Regions from separate parts of the Sus scrofa genome. Here region 1 is linked to region 2. The links are chromatin contacts, called in public promoter capture Hi-C maps. All regions are on one chromosome and are shown on one strand. Each heading gives the region's core, a stretch centred on a gene start, on an enhancer-like site or on the middle of the called end of the contact. The rest is flanking DNA. Distances are from core to core; before and after follow the strand shown. Region 1 holds the start of TCF3 (transcription factor E2-alpha). Region 2 holds the start of MKNK2 (MAP kinase-interacting serine/threonine-protein kinase 2).

Evidence for each region. Promoter capture Hi-C pulls out the DNA fragments that hold promoters and counts their contacts.
Region 1: a promoter capture Hi-C map of fetal liver shows a contact between it and region 2, with 3 times the contacts expected there. The contact joins the promoter of TCF3 here to the promoter of MKNK2 in region 2. A contact is called at or near these places in 1 of 5 promoter capture datasets (fetal liver) and 2 of 47 Hi-C or Micro-C datasets (brain and embryonic fibroblasts).

What each region holds. Positions count from the first base shown.
Region 1 is chr2:76,855,990-76,861,856 of Sscrofa11.1, forward strand. TCF3 (transcription factor E2-alpha) reads left to right here and starts at 3,090. Exons shown (of 21, transcript XM_021084225.1): 1 at 3,090-3,381; 2 at 5,318-5,455. The coding sequence starts at 5,384.
Region 2 is chr2:76,508,268-76,514,374 of Sscrofa11.1, forward strand. It overlaps MKNK2 (MAP kinase-interacting serine/threonine-protein kinase 2), which reads left to right and starts at 2,035. Exons shown (of 15, transcript XM_021084205.1): 1 at 2,035-2,188; 2 at 2,331-2,465; 3 at 5,579-5,613; 4 at 5,890-5,977; 5 at 6,076-6,107. The coding sequence starts at 6,078.

The DNA of each region.
Region 1 (5,867 bases), core at 1,840-4,339, 350 kb after region 2:
GGTAGGCGTCATGGTGAGGATGGACAGGTCAGGGCCAGGCCCCTCCACAGGAGTCCCATGAGCCACTAAGTCCCCAGCTCTGGAGGTAGCCGTCCCCTACCCTCCTGAGAGTGCACTCTGAGACCATGGTTTGTGCAGGTCTGGCTGGAGTGATAAATACCCCTCCCTTCTTCCAAGGCTTCAAAAAAGCAGGGAGAGCCTGGGTGGGGTGGGGAGTGGGAGGTGTCTGTTCACACACCAGGAGAAGGTGCCCACACTGGAGACAAACGCAAACGAGGTCAGGAGGGTGGCCCCCACATCCGAAGTCCAACTGTTTTCTCTCTGTGGACAACCTTGGCTCGCACACCTATGGTCTTCCTGAACTTTCCACGGCCATCCATCCCCCGTTCTGTCCCCAGCTGCCTTACTCCACGGTGGGAACCTGACCTTGGCATTCGTTTTCCCATTTTCCCAACCAGAAATGAGGTCTTTTCCCTCCTGTGGGGTCCCCAGCCGGAGGCGGGGGGCGGGGGGAACAGCACACAGTAGGTGTGGCTTGGATGGTGGGGGGAGCAGGAGGGGAGGCAGGTCTCCAGCGGGCTCCTGCCTGCCTGGCCCAGTGGCGGGCACCCAGCAGAGAACAAAGGCCACAGTCAGATGGGCGGGGGCGGGCAAGCGGTCTGTGGGCCGCCCTCAAGGGGCCCCTGGCCGCCTGTCCCTGTGCCAGGGCCCTGTGGGGTGCACCCGGGCCTTGGGGCTGGGCAGAGGTTGTGGCTGAGTGGGGGCCCCCACAGGCTGCTCCTCCCAGTGACTCAGCTCCATGCTGGGCCTCCCCAGAGAAGACAATAGTGGCTTGTGGGTGCCAGGAGGGCCTCCTGGCAGGTGTGAGGAGCCCCAGGGTGGACTGGGCCCCAGAGAGGAGCTTTTGGAACCTTAGTTTCCTCATCTGTACAATGGGTTTAATCACTCAGGCGTGAGGACCTGAGAGCCAAACATGTGGATGGAAAGAACACGTTTGGGACAAAAGGGGGGTTCCTCTGATGGCTCATCTTGGCCCAAGGGGTAGGGGCTGGACAGGTCACAGTCACCACTGTGCTCTAATGCCCGGCACCAAGCCTGGCACACAGTCGGTGGTCAATGATTGCATGGCCCATGAACAGATCATTTCTCCCCTTCAGTGGATGTGTAATTCCAGAAACACTGGCCCCAGCTCTATATGGGTTATACCCTTAGCATTGGAGGGGGAAGGGGTGCTGACCTACCCTGAGTGAGGCTGGGGACCCTGAGGGACCTCTGCCTCAGCCTGGTCCCCAAGAAACCCCCAGGCTAGGGGAAAGCCAGAGCAGGCCACCGACCTGCGAGGTCAGGGTTGGTCCACAGGGAAAGGTAGGGGCCGAGGGGGCCTCCCACCAGATGCCCAGGTCTGCCAGTGGGGAAGAGGCCACAGGATAAGAACACACATCCCTCACTTCATCCTTCCATTTTCCTTATGGGGAAACTGAGGCCCAGACAGTGGGAAGTACTTGCCCAAAGTCCCAGTGGTGTAGGGAGGGATGCCAGATTTGAACCCAGACCCCAAGAACCTCACTCCCCTCCCCAGACCTGTCCCACGTGGGAGCACTCTGGCCCTGGAGGGGTCAGGGTGAGGGTCAGCCCAGTTTGGGCGTGGCAGGAGGGGGCTTTATTAGGCTCCTCCTGAGCTCCCCAATTGCCCCTGGGGCCTTCTCTACTTCCATTCCCCCCAGGATCCCCACTTTCCTTCCTTCCTTTCAGTCCTGTTCCCTGGATTGAGGGCAGCACTGAACTGAACTGGCTCAAGGCTCCAGAAGGGATGGAAGAGCCTTTGCTCCCAGGTAGGAATGAGCCAGGCAGATTCTAGAAGAGCAAGGAGGAGGCTGCTGTGTCAAGAGCCCATCCCTGGCCTGGAGGGGAGTGTAGCTTTCTCTCTGCGGACACAGGGGGCCATGACAGAGTGTGTTATTTTCATTTATAATAATTATTTCCAGGAGTTCCCGTTGTGGTGCAGCGGAAACAAATCCGAGGTTGCGGGTTCGATCCCTGGCCTTGCTCAGTGGGTTAAGGATCCGGCGTTGCGGTGAGCTGTGGTGTAGGTCACAGACTCAGCTTGGATCCTGCATTACTGTGGCTGTGGCGCAGGCTAGCGGCTACAGCTCTGATTAGACCCCTAGCCTGGGAACCTCCATATGCCATGGGAGCGGCCCTAGAAAAGGCAAAAAGAAAAAAAAATTATTTCCATCCTGTAGGGTCTGTGGTTTTCAAAAGCTGAAGAGCCTCTGGACGTGGGAGGGAACTGGGGATCTAAGTGACTCTCACAGACCAGTGAGAGTCAGAAGGTCTTAAGTCCTTGTCCAAACTCAGGCCAAGATCCCATTTTATCGACGAATAAACTGAGTCTCAGGCAGACAAAGGCAACCAGCAAGTCAGAGGCACAGAGTGGGTTCCACGGGGGGAATTTCTGACCCTGAAACAGAGCTGCATCAGTGACCCCACGGGAAAATAGGTCTGATTTATTCCTTCCAAGTCTGGAATGCCCGCTCGCAAGACCCAGCAGCAGGGGCCAGACCTAGGAACTCAGACACGACCAAGCCCAAAAGGCCGTGCGGCCGGCCATGCACACCTGAGAATAAAACTCCAAGCCCCACCTCCCCCATCGCTTCTCGCGGCCTCTCGCTCGGAGAGTCCCGCCTCCTTCTTTACCCGGACGCGCAGAGGGGAGGGCGGGGCGGGGCGGAGCCTGGTTGCGAACGGCCGGCATCCCCGCCAATCAGGCTTTCGCACCTTCCAATTGGCCTCGTCCGCTCGGCCTTCTCTTTCCATCGCTCGGTCCTTCCCGCTTGCGTCACGGCTATGCGGCCAATCCACGTGCGCCTCCGCTCTGGAAGATAGTCCCTGCCCCCACCTCATGCCGTTGGCCCACGATTCTTCGGATCGCCCGCTCCAGGCGCTGGGCTCCGCGGGCCCGCTGCCGCGTTCGGCGGGAGCGTGGGGCGGACGTGTGGCAGTGGGCGGCGTGCAAACCGCGGCGGAGGGATCCGCGGGCGGACGCGGGGCGGAGCTGATGAGGGGCGGGGCCTGTAGGGGGCGGGGCGCGGGTTGGGGGCGGAACATGTCTCCCGCCGCAGGAAGATGAGGCAGCGGCGGCGGCCGCGGGCGTAGCGGGCCGGACCGAGCCCAGCGACACGGCCGGCGGGCACCGCGGCCTCCGTTCGCGTCGCCTCCGCCAGTGCCCGGACCGCGGACGGTCCGCCGAGCGGATACGCGGGGAGCCGGGCTACGCGCCACCGCCCACGCGCGCCCCTCGGGGCCGCGACGCCCCTTTGTCCGGGGGGGCCGTTCATGTCGCCGCCCCCCGCGCGCTGCGGGCCGGGCCGCGCCGAGCAGGTGAGCGCGCCGGGACCCTCCGCCGCTCGGTGCCTGGCGGGCTGGGCCGCTCTGGGGTGCGGAGACTCCGAGCAGTGGCTGGCCGGGCGGGGGGCGGCGCGGCCGAAGTCATTGTTCTCCAACTTTGCGCGCCGGAGGGGGCAGGCGACGTGGAGGGCGCGCTCGGGCCCGCGCGCCCCCGCCAGTCGGCACTTGAGGAAAGTTTGCGGAGCCGGGCGGGGGCGCGGGGGGCGCCGCTGGGCTGCCCAACTTCGCGGCGGGGTAGCGGCGCGGGGCCCGCGGGCGCCCCCTCCCCCGGGGGCCCGGCCGGCGCCGGAGTTTGGAGGGGAGCGAGAGAGGGAGAAGGAGCGTCCTTTTGTCTGCGGGGAAGGTGCGCCGCGCCACTGCAGGCGGGGGCCGAAATCCTGGCCGGGGGCCGCATCTGCTCCGCGGTACGCGGGCACGGGCGGCGGCTGCTTCGGGGCGAGCAGCGCAGTGGCGGCGGCAGCGCCGCGAGCTTCAAAGGGCTCCCGGGCCGCGCCGCCCGCACCGGCTGCTGGGGGGGGGTAGGGTGGGGGTTGGTTTCCCGGGCCTCCTCCCACCCCTCCCCCCAGAGCGAGAAGTTCCTTGCCCCTCTTTCTCCCAAAGTGGTTTCGTACATCTTTTGAGTTCGCTTCGAGTCTCCAAAAGTCCTTGTGATACCCCAGAAGTGTCTCGGATCTCCTTGAAAAGCCTGTTTCAGTCTCCCCCACCCCAGGTCTGCCTTAAAATCGGTTTCAGCTACCCCACAAAAAAGTGCGGTTTCGTACTCCTCAAAAAAGTCAGTTTCACACGCCCTCCAAAGAAGAAAAAGCTTCGCGGAGGAGGGGGTGCTCTGGGGCATCCGTTTCACACCCGTCTCCAGTTGGCAAACAAAGCGGGGGTTTCTCCTTTTCTGATGTCGGGTCTTCCTCAACCTCGGAACCCCCTCTAACCCCTCGGTTTCTGCTTGCCGCTCCCGCCCCCTTCTGGGTCCCCGGGGAGAGAAGCTGGAGGGACTTCGCTGTCTGACTGTGGGACGGAGACCCTCATCGGGGTGTGGGACGGGGCTTGGCAGGTGGATCCCCCACCCCGTTCTAGAAAGGAGCCCTGGGGACCCTGTTGGGGAAACCCTGGTATTAGGACAACTCCCCCCCCCCCTTCCAGGGCCGGGAGGCAAGGAATGTTTTTAAAGTTGCTTAAAAATAATTCCCGGATACATGGTGACAATAAAACAACCTAGGGTGGCTTTTCTTCTTTCAGAGTTCAGTTGTTTTTTGTGGGAGGAGGAGGCGAAGTGTGGAGGGAAGCTGTGAGGGTAGGTCCTTGTGTTGGGCGGACCCCTCCTTTAGCCCTGGAGCGGGAAGGGGGATTTGCCTGCCGTCCTACTTGTGGATTTAATTCCCCTTGAATTTGGGGGTGCCTGGGTCTTCAACGTGCACTGACAGCTGCCGGGTGGGGGGGAGTCACCAAATTTCCCTTGGGGCGGGGCTGGGGTCGCCCCTCCCCCTTCCCAGGGGCGGGGCCAGTGGGAAGCCTGGGGGTGGTTGGAAATGAGAGAAGTGGCGGGGAAGAGGGGCGGGTTCTGCCCGAGCTGGGAAGGGACCACTCCGCCCCGCATCCAGTTTAAAATTTGCAACTTGATTCCCTGGTGGTCGCTGAGGGAGTTTCGGGAATCTGAACTCTGTGCGCTCCCCCACCCATTGTTCAAATTCCCCGAGGGCTCTGGGGAGGGGTCTCAAGGGGCCCAAATCCCCGAATCCTGGCCGCCTTGCCCCCACCCCCAGGGTCTGGAAGGGACTCGGCGTGGGAAGACCCAGAGCCTCAGAGCAGCTAGAGGGGCTCTTAGCTCCTCCACTCCCATCGGTCCGCCTCAGCCTTCGGCACTCATACCTCTTCTCTTCTCCTGCCCCTGCACCCGCCGTGGGTCACCACACAGGGCTGTCTCTAGGCCTGAGGAGCCCCTCCTGGCCCTTGGCCATCGGGCCCCCGTTGCTGCTGGAGAATGAACCAGCCGCAGAGGATGGCGCCCGTGGGCACGGACAAGGAGCTCAGTGACCTCCTGGACTTCAGCATGGTGAGTGGTCCCACCCTCCCTTCCCCCCCCTTATGCACGGCGCCCTACAGGCTCCCCAGGAAAAAAGCATCTGCCAAAAACACCCCCAGCATTTGGACCTCAAACTTGTTTGGGTGAAAGGGCCCCAGGTGGGGCTGGGGAAGTTGGGGTGCATGCCAAAGGATGGACTGGCACCCCTCATGGCAGGGAGCAGTGTCCAGAGGAACCTGTCACACAGCTCTTTGCCCAGCACAGACTGAGTCCAACCTGCCCTTTTACAGAGGGAGAAACAGGTCCAGAGTGAGGGAGGGGTCTGCCCAGGGCCTCTAGCTCCTCCTTGGTGGGGTTTGTCCCTGAGGTCCTAGCTTGGCCCTGGGCACACAGTGACCTTGGTTTTTGACCTATACAGTGGTGTGATCAGAGTTATTCACTC
Region 2 (6,107 bases), core at 785-3,284:
GGACAGATACAGCTAACTACCTGCCACAGGAGACAGAAGCATCACAGCCACATGCCCGGAAAAGGTTCCTGCCCCTTACAGTCTGGGTTGAATTGTGTCCCTTAGAAAGATAGGTCTGTGTTCCAACTCCTGGAACCTGTGAACGTGACCTTAGGAAACGGGGTCTTTGCAGGTGTGATCCAATTAAGATGAAGTGATAGTGGAATAGGGTGACCTTAAGGCAATGACTGATGTCTTTCCAAGAGAGGAGAGTCACAGAGATGGCACCACATGAAAATGAGGCAGAGACAGGGTGATGCAGCTCTAAGCCAAGGAGCCCAGGCGTGGCTGGCACCCACTAAAGCTGGAAGAGGCAGGAAGGATATTCCCCTAGAGCCTTTGCGGAGGGTGTGGCCTTGCCGACAATGCCTTGATTTCAGTCTTTGGGCTCTGGAAGCAGCCTCTGGAAGCTCACACACTGACACAACCCCTGTATGCGTGCATGCAGACACGCAGGCACGCCTGGCTAACTATGGCCTTTCTCTTCAGCAGCACTGAGTGAGCACTTCCTGTGTGGGTGCTGGGCCCTGTGCTGGGTGCTGGACCAGCAGTGAGAGGATCGGGGCTCTGACAGAGCTGGTCTTCTGGGGAGGGGTAGGGACCCAGCTGTACCCACCAGCCATCCCAAAGCACAGGTGACTGTACACACAGAGAGGATCCTGGCTCCCGGGCATGAGTGGGAAGGGACAGCCAGGTGAGGAGAGGGGTGGGATGGTGTGGGGGGAGACTGAGGCCTCCTGGGCAGGCCGGTCTAGCAGCCCCACCCCAAACACCTGGAGCCAAGGTCACACACACACACACACACACACACACACACACACACACACACAACACCCATGCGTGCATGGGTCAGGTGAGGGCTGGGGGCTGGCTGGGGAGTTCCCTGCAGGTCCCACCAAACATTCCAGAGGACTGAGGTCAGCCCTCACAGCTCCTGTGCCTTGAGCTGTAGCCTTGGGGGGCAGCATGTAACTTGAGGCAGCCTCAAAGGGAAGGTGATCACCCAGTTCAGGCCTGGTTGGGGGATAGCTGGGGCAGGGTGAGAAGCCCCTGGAAGGATAGACTGGGGCCTGGAGGAGAGGGAGGACAGTCCAGACCTGTGCCCCCACGTGGCCAGGCCCAGGTCTAAGGACCATGCACCACAGGGCTGTGGGGACAGAGACAGGGAGCTGGCCCGGCTCAGGATGAACTGAAGCTCTCAGATCTGGGTCAGGGCCTCAGCTGAAACGGGGTTGTGTTTTGCTTTTTGTTCTGTGGCCCCCACCCCTTGGCCTTTTTCTCCATCAGTCAGGGGAAACACTTCTTTGCAGGACTGAAGGACAGTCCTTCATAGAGCTCAGTCCCCATGCCTGACTGCAGTCCCCTATTCTTTACTTCTTCTTTTATTTTGGCTGCGAATGGTCCAGGGATCAAACCCACGCCACAGCAGCGACCAAAGCCAGAGCAGGACAACGCCCTATCTTTAATCTGCTGTGCCACAAGGGAACTCCAGTGGTCCCCTTTTCAAGCCAATAATAGGGTGAACTTTGGGGGAGCAATCTGGGGAGGCGGCTAAGCCTCTAAGCCAGTTGGGGTGCTCCTGCACGATAGCTGGGGCCAGGATCAAGAAGCTGAAAAGGAGACACACCAGGTTCTCAAGCAAAGATGCAAGAGGGAGCCATGGCAGGTTCTGGAGCAGGAGAGTGGCTAAAAGGAGTCAGTGTATCTTAGCCCCGGCCAATAGACTAATGTTGTTGCCAGAGGGCAGGGCCGGGCTTTGGCTCAGTGCCAGGGTCCCGCGGGCTTCCTCGAGTCTCCGGCTGCGTCAGGATCTTGCCCGGTCCCGCGCCAGAAACCCGGAGCACTGCAAGGCGCACGCGCGCAGACACGCCCCACGGCTAGAGCGGCCTTTCAGCCCCGCCCCCGTCGTGCGCACAAGGGCGGGTCATGAGGGGCGGGGTCTGCGTCGGGGCGGGGCCGAACTTGGCTATAAAGGTGGTGGCGACGCGGCGCGCCCGGCTCCTCTCGGCGGTGGCGGCCCTGACGGAGGAGTCCGCGGTGGCGGCAGCGGCGGTGGCGGCGCTGTTCCCCGCGCGGTCCGCGCAGCGGGGTCCGGGCTGCGGCGCGTCTCGGGCGGCGGCATTGCGGCCCCGGCCCGAGCCCGACCCCGGTGAGTGCGGCCCGGTGACCCCAGCCTGGCTCCAACCCAGGCGCGGGGATCGGGCCCCACGGAGCCTCGCCGCCCTGGCCTGGGCTCCCGGCGCGCTGGCCGCGGCCACTCAACGCCCTCCTTTGTCTGCTCCCGCCCACAGGGTCCCCTTCTCGGCCGCCCCCCCGCCCACGGGCCGCCCCCGGGCCCCTCGTCCCCTCCCCCGCTGGCGGGGCCCGGACAGAAGATGGTGCAGAAGAAAACAGCCGAACTTCAGGGCTTCCACCGTTCGTTCAAGGTGAGGGCCGGATCGGTTTGGGGGCGCCTCGGCCGTACCACTGGAGTGGCCGGTGGCAGGGCGCGGGAGCCCGACCCCAGGATCCCTCGGGAGCTCGGGGCAGCACCCCACCCCGCTCCTGGGGCTGCTTCAGCTGTGCACTGGTAGGGGTGTTCAATTGGCCGCAGTCCCGTCTCTGATATCCTGGGGCCTGTGGGTCTTTCTTCTAGGAGTCTGGCCTATGGGGATCCTTCCTATGTGTTCCCCGCAAACCCCAGCCAGGGGTATACTGGGGGGGAGGGCGTTCAGTAGGCCACACAGTTCAGTCCCTAGCGCCCTGGGGCCAGTAAGGTCTTTCCTCTGCTGCCCCCCCTCCCCCGCCTGTGGGGGCCCCTGGATTTGTGTCTCCTGAAGACCCCTGCTGAGTGTGCACTGGGGCATCTGCAGGCCACAGTCCTGACCCCAGCGTCATGGGGCCTGTGGGGTCTGTGGAGTCCTTCCTCCAGAAACCCCAGGCAGGGCTGCAGGCACCCCCACGCCCTCCTAGGTGGTCTGCAGAATGGGGCAGTGGATTGAATGCTCTCCCAGTCCTCCACCTTCCAGACACCCTAGGCCAGAGTGCTATTTCCTGTCAGAGCGGGAAGTTTCTGCTGGGGCCCCCTGGCTGTGGCCGCCAAGTCCTGGTCTCAGATGAACGAGTCTGGGGCAGGGGGAAGGGGGGCACAGGCAGGTGCTAGGCAGTGGCCCATAGGGCCCGGCCCAGGGGACGCAGTGATGTCAGCGCAGCGGCCACCCCACCTTGCTAGCTGTGTTACGTAATGGCTTCCCTGGGCAGGGACCTGTTGCCCTGTAGAGAAGGCAGGACCTAGGTGTGTGTGTTCACGCGTGCATGCATGTCCATTTGTGTGTATGTGTGCACGCGCGAATATACCTACAGGCAAACTGCACACCACGGTGGGAGGAGCAAGCCGAGACTGGGTTAAAATTCCCAGGCCTGTCCAGCCAGCGTCCTGGGCCAGCGCCCCACCCCTGCCCACACTCCTGTCATCCTCGCTTCTACCCCCGGGGCAGACACAGCCTTGGCATGTCCAAATGTTCAGGGCTGGGCAAGAGGAGCAGGATGGACTTGAGATGTCACTGGCGGTGGTCTGAGCCCTCCCAGGGCTGGGCTTGAGCCTAGATGGGGTCAGCGTGTGGGGCCAGCACAGTGGCCAAAGCAAAGTCGAACTCTCTGGATGGTTCCAGCCACCTCCTGCCAAGGCCTGCTGACTAGAAACCCGCAGCCAGCTCTAGGCCTGGCCTGTCCACACTGCCTTGTACTACAGCTGGCTGGCATCTGCAGGGTGCCAGATAGCCCTGCTTTGAGGTGGCACTGTGGGAGTCCTGAGGGAGTTGGGGGGATACTGGATAGGAGCCCTGGCTCTGAGGTGGCCCTCTGAGTGGCCATGCTAGGAGGCTTCTTCTATTGCACTAGACTGTTTCCTTGGGCTGGGGCACCTCCCTCAGCCTGGCAGCAGGGCAGCAGATAGACAAATCTGCTAGGTGTCTCTGACACATTTTCCCCATTTTAAGATGAGGAAGTGGGAGTTCCCTGGTGGTTCAGCAGGTTAAGGATCCGGCATTGTCACTGCTGTAGTGTAGGTTCAGTCCCTGGCCCGGGAACTTCCACCTGCTGAGGGTGCCCCCCTCCCCCGCAAAAAATGGGAAAGTGGAGGCTTAGAAATAGTGGGGATTTGTCTTTGGTTCCCCTTGCACTTGGTGACAGGGACACAGGAACTGGCCATGCCTGGTGTCTCTTCACCTTGGTGGCTCAGCCACGCTTCCTCTCCAGGGTCCAGCTCTTTGAGTTGGAGGCAGTGACAGGACCTGGAGCCCCTGTTAGGCCCTTGTGCTCGTACATGGTCCCACAAGTTGGGGGTGGCTTCCTCCCGAGTCACCTGTGGGTGCTTCAGGCCCAGGCTGATGTCACTAGGCTGAGGTGAGAAGCTGGTGAGTGCTACCGCTTGCCTGAGCAGCACGTCCAGCCTCCCTCCTAGTCACCCCCATGTTGGCTTCCTGTGGCTGCACCTCTCAGTGGAAGGACCTGTGTGCCTGACTCCCTGTGGGTGCCAACCCCTGGGTGCCGACCCCCTTGCAGTCAGGCAGGGCCAGCTGCTGGAGCCCTTGCAGGGACTGGCTGGAGCCCCTCCTCCCTCCCCTCCCCTCCAGCCAGGCCTCCTAGCAACTATCTGCAGGGCGGGTGGGGAGGCTGGAGGGCCCACGCCTGTTTTCCAGCCGCTCCCTCTGACCTCTGCCTGCCCCTCTGCTGCTGGACTGGCTTCCGGGCCTCCCATCTACAGGAATTTGGCCAGGCCCCTTCTGCCGGTGGGCCCCTGGGTGTCTCTTGTGGCTCTCCTGGAACTCCTTTTCTGCCAGATGACTCCCCTGCCAGAGCCCTGGTTCCAGTTGTCCCAAGGCACAGAGAGGGTCAGGGGCTGGGTCCACATCATCCAGCATCAGCACTGGCACCACTTGCTACATGGAGAGGCCCCGCACACACGCTTGAAGCCCTGGCACCTGGTCTGCCAGAATGGGGGAACCTGGTAGGGTCTCAGAGTTCCAGCCTTAAGGCCTCATTCTCATGCCCTGCTGGGGCTGCCAGTCCTCATGTGTTTATCAGGTTGTGTTATGTTCAGAGGAACCCCGGCTGCCTTTATTCACTCCCCCGGGCACTCCCCCAGTCTTGGGGCCCCTCCCCAACATTGCTCTTTTCTTAGCTGGGCACTGGGGCCTGTGAGGGGCTCCCTCCTGGGGTGTGTGGGGTGGATGGGGCAGGGCAGGGAGTGGCCCAGTGTGGGCCAGGAGAGGAGGCAGTTGCTTCAGGATGCACAGAGCTGGGGGGCTGGGGCCATCGCAGGCAGTGTCAGGAGCAGAGGTGGGGTGGTGAGAATCGTCCCGTGCAAAAGGTGCAGTGGGGACAAGGGAACAACGTGAAGTAAAGAGGGCAGTGGTGCCCCCTTTCACAGAGGGGAAACTGAGGCCAGGGGCTGTGGGAGAGCAGGCAGGGCTGCCTAGTTGGGAGCCCTGCCTGGGTAGCTAGTGACTCACTCGCTCGCCCTAACTCCCTGATGCCTTTGATCCCTGCGCCCGCACAGGATCGCCAGGCTGTGGGGCTGGCCCCATCCTGCAGGTGAGCAAACTGAGCTTCAAGGCATGGCTTGGGCCCCACGGTGACTCAGCCCTGTTCTAGGAGGCAAGCATCCCCTGGCCGCCTGCATCTGGCTTCTTCCCACCCCACATCCACTCTCAGAGGCCCCAAGGGCCCTGGGCTGAAGGTGAAAGGTCCATTTCCTTGTGGTCACGCTGAGCCAGGCTTTCTGGCCTGCAGCATGTGGACATGGGGTCGGGTCAGGGGCATGCTTGGGCCAGGGCCGGGGCCTGAGCTCTCTCTGGTCCTCTTCTGTAGGGGCAGAATCCTTTCGAGCTGGCCTTCTCCCTAGACCAGGCCCACCACGGGGAGACGGACTTGAGCCTGGAGTGCCCAGCCCGCCCTGGTAAGGGGTTGGAAGGGAGGGTGCGCCTCCTGCAGTAAGTGGGGGCAGGGGCCACCTCCTGTGCCAGGTCAGCCTCACCCCCAGGTCTCCCTACACAGATATGCCCTCGAGCCAGCCCATCGACATCCCT